Linked DNA regions of Mus musculus: region 2 is linked to region 1. A link is a contact called in public HiChIP or PLAC-seq data. All regions are on one chromosome and are shown on one strand. Each heading gives the region's core, a stretch centred on a gene start, on an enhancer-like site or on the middle of the called end of the contact. The rest is flanking DNA. Distances are from core to core; before and after follow the strand shown.

Evidence for each region. HiChIP or PLAC-seq counts read pairs in DNA pulled down with a chosen protein or histone mark.
Region 2: an H3K4me3 HiChIP or PLAC-seq map of the SCID.adh cell line shows a contact between it and region 1, with 21 read pairs. The contact joins the enhancer-like site here to the promoter of Mob1a in region 1. A contact is called at or near these places in 1 of 484 Hi-C or Micro-C datasets (CD8 T cells), 5 of 115 datasets of contacts at active chromatin or transcription factors (CD8 T cells, the SCID.adh cell line, embryonic stem cells and 1 more) and 3 of 9 other capture datasets (adipose tissue, liver and pancreatic islet).

Annotation. Positions count from the first base shown.
Region 1 is chr6:83,324,561-83,327,381 of GRCm38.p6, reverse strand. It overlaps Mob1a (MOB kinase activator 1A), which reads right to left and starts at 1,343. Exons shown (of 6, transcript NM_145571.2): 1 at 1,115-1,343. The coding sequence starts at 1,128. It also overlaps a transcript of Mthfd2 not described here.
Region 2 is chr6:83,415,142-83,417,962 of GRCm38.p6, reverse strand. The region is part of intron 3 of Tet3 (tet methylcytosine dioxygenase 3); the gene reads left to right. Among named protein-coding and RNA genes, the nearest start is that of Mir6374, 15 kb to the right of the region's middle. Within about 2 kb of position 1,417, at least 80 of the 459 cell types and tissues checked have an H3K27ac peak or open chromatin away from gene starts, as enhancers often do. A contact at or near this core is called in CD8 T cells, the SCID.adh cell line, adipose tissue and 1 more, where this site is marked.

The sequences.
Region 1 (2,821 bases), core at 94-2,593:
ATACAGACACAGACACACACACACACACACACACACACACACAAACGATGCTTAACATTGCTGGTCATTGGGAGAATGTAAATCAATAAATTCCACTTCACCCTCAGATCTATCAGTGGTAATTACCAGGCAGGTGTGAACTGAAGAATTCTGAAAACTCAATACAATGAGAATGGGATGTTAAATGCAGTGCAGGCTTTAGAAGGCTTGGCAGTGCCTCAAAGGCTAACATGCAAAAACCTCACTAAGACCCAGGAGATACCATCACACACACATACCCAAAAACCTATAACCAGCTGCTCACAGCAGCGTTATTCAGAATAGCCAAAGAGTGGGAAAAACTGTCCATCGGTTTAAGTTATAAATAAAAACTTCCATTTACCTCACCTGGCTGAAGAGCTATGGACAGTCCACAAGAAGAGTCAGGTTTTTCAGGGACAAGCTCAAATAGACTCATAATGAAATAGTCAGCTCTACACCCAAGTACATACAGACGACACTAACTGGATCCATTACGTATGTATGTTGTATAGACGTAATATAGAATATAGATAAGAGAACATGAATTTGAATGGGAGATGAGAGGGCACTGGAGGAGTTAGAAATGAAAATACGCATCTATTAAGTTCTCAAAAAAAATAAAAACCTTAAAAAAAATTCACATGTGGGCCGAGATGAAAGCACCCACCTTTAATCCCAACATCTAAGAGGGCTCGAGGCCAGCCTGGGCTACATAGCAAGACCATTTCTCAAAACAAAACCCCCACATTTAAAGGAGGCCTGTCCTAGTGGCCGAGGCTGTATCCTGGCTCCTTGGGAAAGCAGAGGCAGGAGGAGTCCAGGTTCAAGCCCCGCCTGGGCTAAGAGAAAAGTCACATTGGAAGGAGCAATGCCCTCTTCCCAAATGCAAACCTGTGGGAAGCCACTGAGAACCTGCGCCTTTCTTTCTCAGCCTGGTCTGGTCACCGAGGCACTGCACATTTTCCTGCGCTAGCCGATCCCGGGGCGGCAGGCCCGGAGCAGCCCTAGGTCGGGCTCCGCCCTCCGCTTGGCCCCTCGGCCCGGCCCTGCCGACCGACACCCGCCCCGCCCCGGCCCGGCCCGGCCCACTCACAAGAGGAAGCTCATCCTCGCTAGCCCGAGGGGCCGTGGCCCCCGCCCCGTCAGACTCGGCGCCGCCGCGGGCACCGGGAGGCAGAGGACGGTCCGCGGCTCTACAGGGCTGCCGAAGCTTCACGGCCCGGGTTTGGTACCGAGTTCCAGCCGCCGCGACCAAGCACCGACCGCGGGCTCCTCCGCGCTGCCTCCCACAGCTCCGCGAGCCAAAATGCGGAACCAAGAGGATCTCGCGAGACCGGGCTTCTTCCCGTCCCGCTGAGCTTCACCCTGCCCCTTCCTGAGCTCAGCCAATCAGTATTCTGTGGGCACGGGAGGGAAATGGGGCCAACTAGGCGCCGCTGTCAACTGTTCCGTGGCCGAGGGACGTCTGCCAGCGCTACTTGGTGACTGTTTCGCTATTTAGAAAAACTTGATGTCTTCTCCTAAAGGAATGCTATTCTGGCCACCTCGCCTGTTGATGGACACCTGGGAGGTTTCTACACACACACTGTAACGCTGCTATGAATGTCCATGTGCATGTTCCGTGTGGGAGGATATGTTGACACCAGGTGACACTATGGTAGAATGAAGAAAAGAGGGGGGAGAAAAAAAACCTGTGGAAATAAATGAAACTGCAGATGCGCAGTGGCAAAGATCCAGTATTTTGCCGGTGGTTTAAAACCATTTGAATGCCACCTGTCACATTAATGTCATCAATTTTATTTTATCAACTTTTGGGTTCCTGTTTGTTTGCGTGTTGTTCCTTGGTTGAGACAGGATCTCAGGTGTTCCAGGCTGCCCAGGCTGGTTTAAAGTTTACTATGTCGCCAAGGATGACCCTGACCTCCTGACCGTCCTGCGTCTGCTTCCCAGGTGCGGGAATTACAGGCTTGAGCTACCACCTGCCTCCTTCTATTAACTTTTTAAACCACCTTTTATACATTTGTATTTATTAGTGTGGTATGTAGTAGTAGCTGGTTCTCCTTTTCTACCTTGATGGGGGGGGGGGCAGCCTAGGTTATCAGGATTATTCAGTAAGCTTTTTCTTTTCTTTCTTTCCTTTTTTTCACTAACTTCTGTAAATTTGTATGTGATTTAGAGTATGTGCCTTGATATATTTTTTGAATCTTTTGTTTGTTTGTTTTTGGTTTTGTTTTTTGTTGGTTTTTTTTGTTTGTTTGTTTTCCTGGTTTTTTGAGACAGGGTCTCTATGTAGTCCTGCTGTCCTGGAACTTGTTTTGTAGATCAGGCTGGCCTCGAACTAACAGATATCTTCCTGCCTCTGCCTCTTGTCCTTTTATTTGTTTATTTTTTTCATAAGTATATTTTTAAATAACATATTATTAAGGTTTGAGTCTGTGTCCTTATGTTTATATCAAGTCAGGACAAGCATGATGATACACAGCTTCTTTAATCCCAGCACTGGGAGGTAGAGGCAGATGGGTCTTTGTGAGTTCATGGCCAGCTTGGTCTGCATAGCATGTTCTAGGACAGCCATGACTACATAGAAAGACTCTCAAAAATTATATGTGTGTGTGTATGTATGTGTGTGTATGTATATATATATATATATGTATATGTGTGTATACATATATGACATTATATGTATACACACACATATATATATATATGTATATAACTATAAAAATATGATGTGAGAGGCTTGATTAAGAGCACTTAATACCTGTATAGTATAGTACCTGAGTTCAGGGTCCAGCATGCA
Region 2 (2,821 bases), core at 168-2,667, 91 kb before region 1:
GGCCATAGAAAAGACTTTAAAAATGCAGATCTCCCCCTCACACACATAAATGTTGCAGATGTGCAGCTTGGTCTTCATGAGGGCCCCAAACAACTGGATCAGGGGCCATCCCAAAGGCTGTTCCTGTACATAGGCTATGTTCTTCTAGCTGGCCTGCCTTGTCTGGCCTCAGTGGGAGGGGATGCCCCTAGCCCCAAGGAGACTTGGTGTGCCAGGGTGGGAGGATACGGGAGGCTCCACCCTCTGAGGTCAAGGGGAGGGGGAGGGATGACTGAGAGGAAGTGCATAAGTGGGATGTAAAGTGAATAAGTAAAAATAAAAGGAAAAAGAAAAGAATGCAGATCTTGCATACTGTGGTGGCGCATGCCTTTATCCCAGCACTCGGGAGGCAGAGGCAGGCAGATCTGAGTGTGAGGCCAGCCTGGTCTACAGAGTGAGTTCCAGGATGGTCAGGGCTACACAGAGAAACCCTGTCTTGGAACTACCACCTCACCCTTCACCCTCCACCCCCACCTCTACCCCCAAAAAAGAGAAATGGAAGTTCCTAGGCTCAGCATTACCATGGGGAAAGGGCCTTCTTGCCCCAGTTATTTATTTACATACTCAGTCATCAGTCTATTTGAAACAAAAGTAAAGATTCCAGTTGTGAGAGGCACCCTGGCATGGGAACCTGGCATGCAAATGCACACAAATGCACGCATGCACGCAGACAGTCAGAAGACATCCTTAACTATCAATTCCTCTTTGTTTTGAGGCAGGGCTTCTCACTCACTGGCTTGGAGATGGCTGTGGGGATCTGGGGTGGACCAACTGATCTGTGTCTTTAGTCCTCTACTACCCCCTCAGAAAAATTATGACTCTACCTGAGTCTTTGAGAAAGCAATGCACAGGGGAGCAAGCTCCTGGAGAGTTTGGGAGATGAAATTTGTTAATAACCTTGAGACCCTTCTTCAACTGTGGGAGTTTATTCTCCCAGAGAATTATAACTGGGTAGCAGGGAGGGCTGGGTGGGCATCCACATTGCTGCTGTTGATGTTGATGTTGGATTTGGCTTATGGCCAAAATCCATGTAGCCTCAGGAGCATTGGTTACATTTAAGCCAGAATTGCTTGCTACAGTTTGTACTTCTACTCAAAACTGTTAGCTGCCTGCTTCTCCTCAATCCTAGTCCCTCAGACACACCTGAATTCCCTGGGCTTTGAGGGGTTTGAGATTCCTTCAGGAAACAGTCATGGGGCCATTCACTAAGGTTGGCTCTGTCTGAGGACTGTGGTAGTAGCAATGTTTGCTTGCTGGTTTCCTGAGCCTTTTAAGAAGTTTTTTTTTTTTTTTTTTTTTTTGATGCAGGAGGTGGCGGGGGAGGCTGGCTGTAAGCAGCAGTAGGTGGGGCCTCACTGAGTCATTGGTATCCTGGTCCAATGATGTACACTGTGGAGCTGGCCCGATGGTCCTGTGGCCAGGGGTGCAGGGCACACACCTCTGGAGCTGTATTTTTGCACAGCTGCTTTGAGTCTGCTGTGCCTGGGAGTCAGCCTGGCAGCCTGACGGTTCTGGTTCTGGTTCTGGTGTGTTGGAGACTTAGCCTTCTGCTAGTCCTTTGATGTGGTCAGTTCAGTTTCCTCCATGCTACCTGTAGGCTGTGGCTGGGGGGCTGTGGCTGGGGGCTTGAGGGGGGGCCCATAGGCCAAGGCTCTGCACTAGGCAGCTGCTGTGCCAGGGACTGCAGGTTAGGGTTTGAAGTTGGCAATCGTAGCATCCATGGCTCATGGGTGGAGGGTTTCAGATGAGGTTTCACACTTCTAGTTTTCCTACTGGACTTGTGTGTGAGAGACCAGTCAGTTTGTAGCAACAGAAACTACACAGATAGTCCACGGTCTTGTAGTTGGACTTCTCTTCGTGTTCATAGGCTTGCACAAGTTTTTTGATGTTGGGAATTTATCCTGAACTCCCCTCCCCCACTAAAGAAAAATCAAGTATCATAAGCTGTGAAGAAGGTTTTCTGTGTGCTTGCTCTGACGCCACATGTCCAGACTTCATATGTATGTATACGTTAATAATTCTAAAGAGAAAGTTTAATATGCATCCTCCCTGCCACCCAGAGCCAAGCACTGTGTGTGTGTGTGTGTGTGTGCGCGCAGCGTCAGATCTGTTTTGCTGCGCATTGTTAGAGAGATGGGATTGTTAAGTCGGCCGTGTTTTGAATTGAACCTCCCCCCACCGTCAGAAGGCATTCACTTCCCCATCAGGAGAACATTTTCCTGAGGATGGGGTGTGTAGCTCAGAGTGCTTGGCCACAGCCAGGAAACCTTGGACTTACTCTCCAGCATAAAACTGGGTGTGGTAGCCTATGCTCATAATTGAAGCATTCACAGAGTGGAGACAGGAGGATTGGAAGTTCAAGGTCATCCTCCCCTTCGGTCTACACAAGACCTTGACTTTAATATGTAGAGCACACAGGGGCGTTCTGAACTCGGTGTTTTTCACTGAGTACACACATTTCCTGTGTTTTATGCTTTATAGTTTCCTGTTATTACTTTAAGTAATTTTAATTTTTCTGGTGTGCATTAATTTGTACCATCATGATGTGTCACAGATAAAGCCTAACCGGGAAAAGTAGGGCTTGCGTGTGTTTTCCTTCTAGTCCATCCCTGCCTTGGTCTCAGAGACTCAACATTTACCATGAATTTCATCTTTATCTTTTCCTTCTTTGAAGTGTCTGTTATACATTTGTGTTCCCTTACGTTTAATTTCTGCTTGCTTAGTAGAAGTCTTTAGAATCTTCAGAACGTGTGTGCGTGGGTGTGTGTAGACACGTGCACAC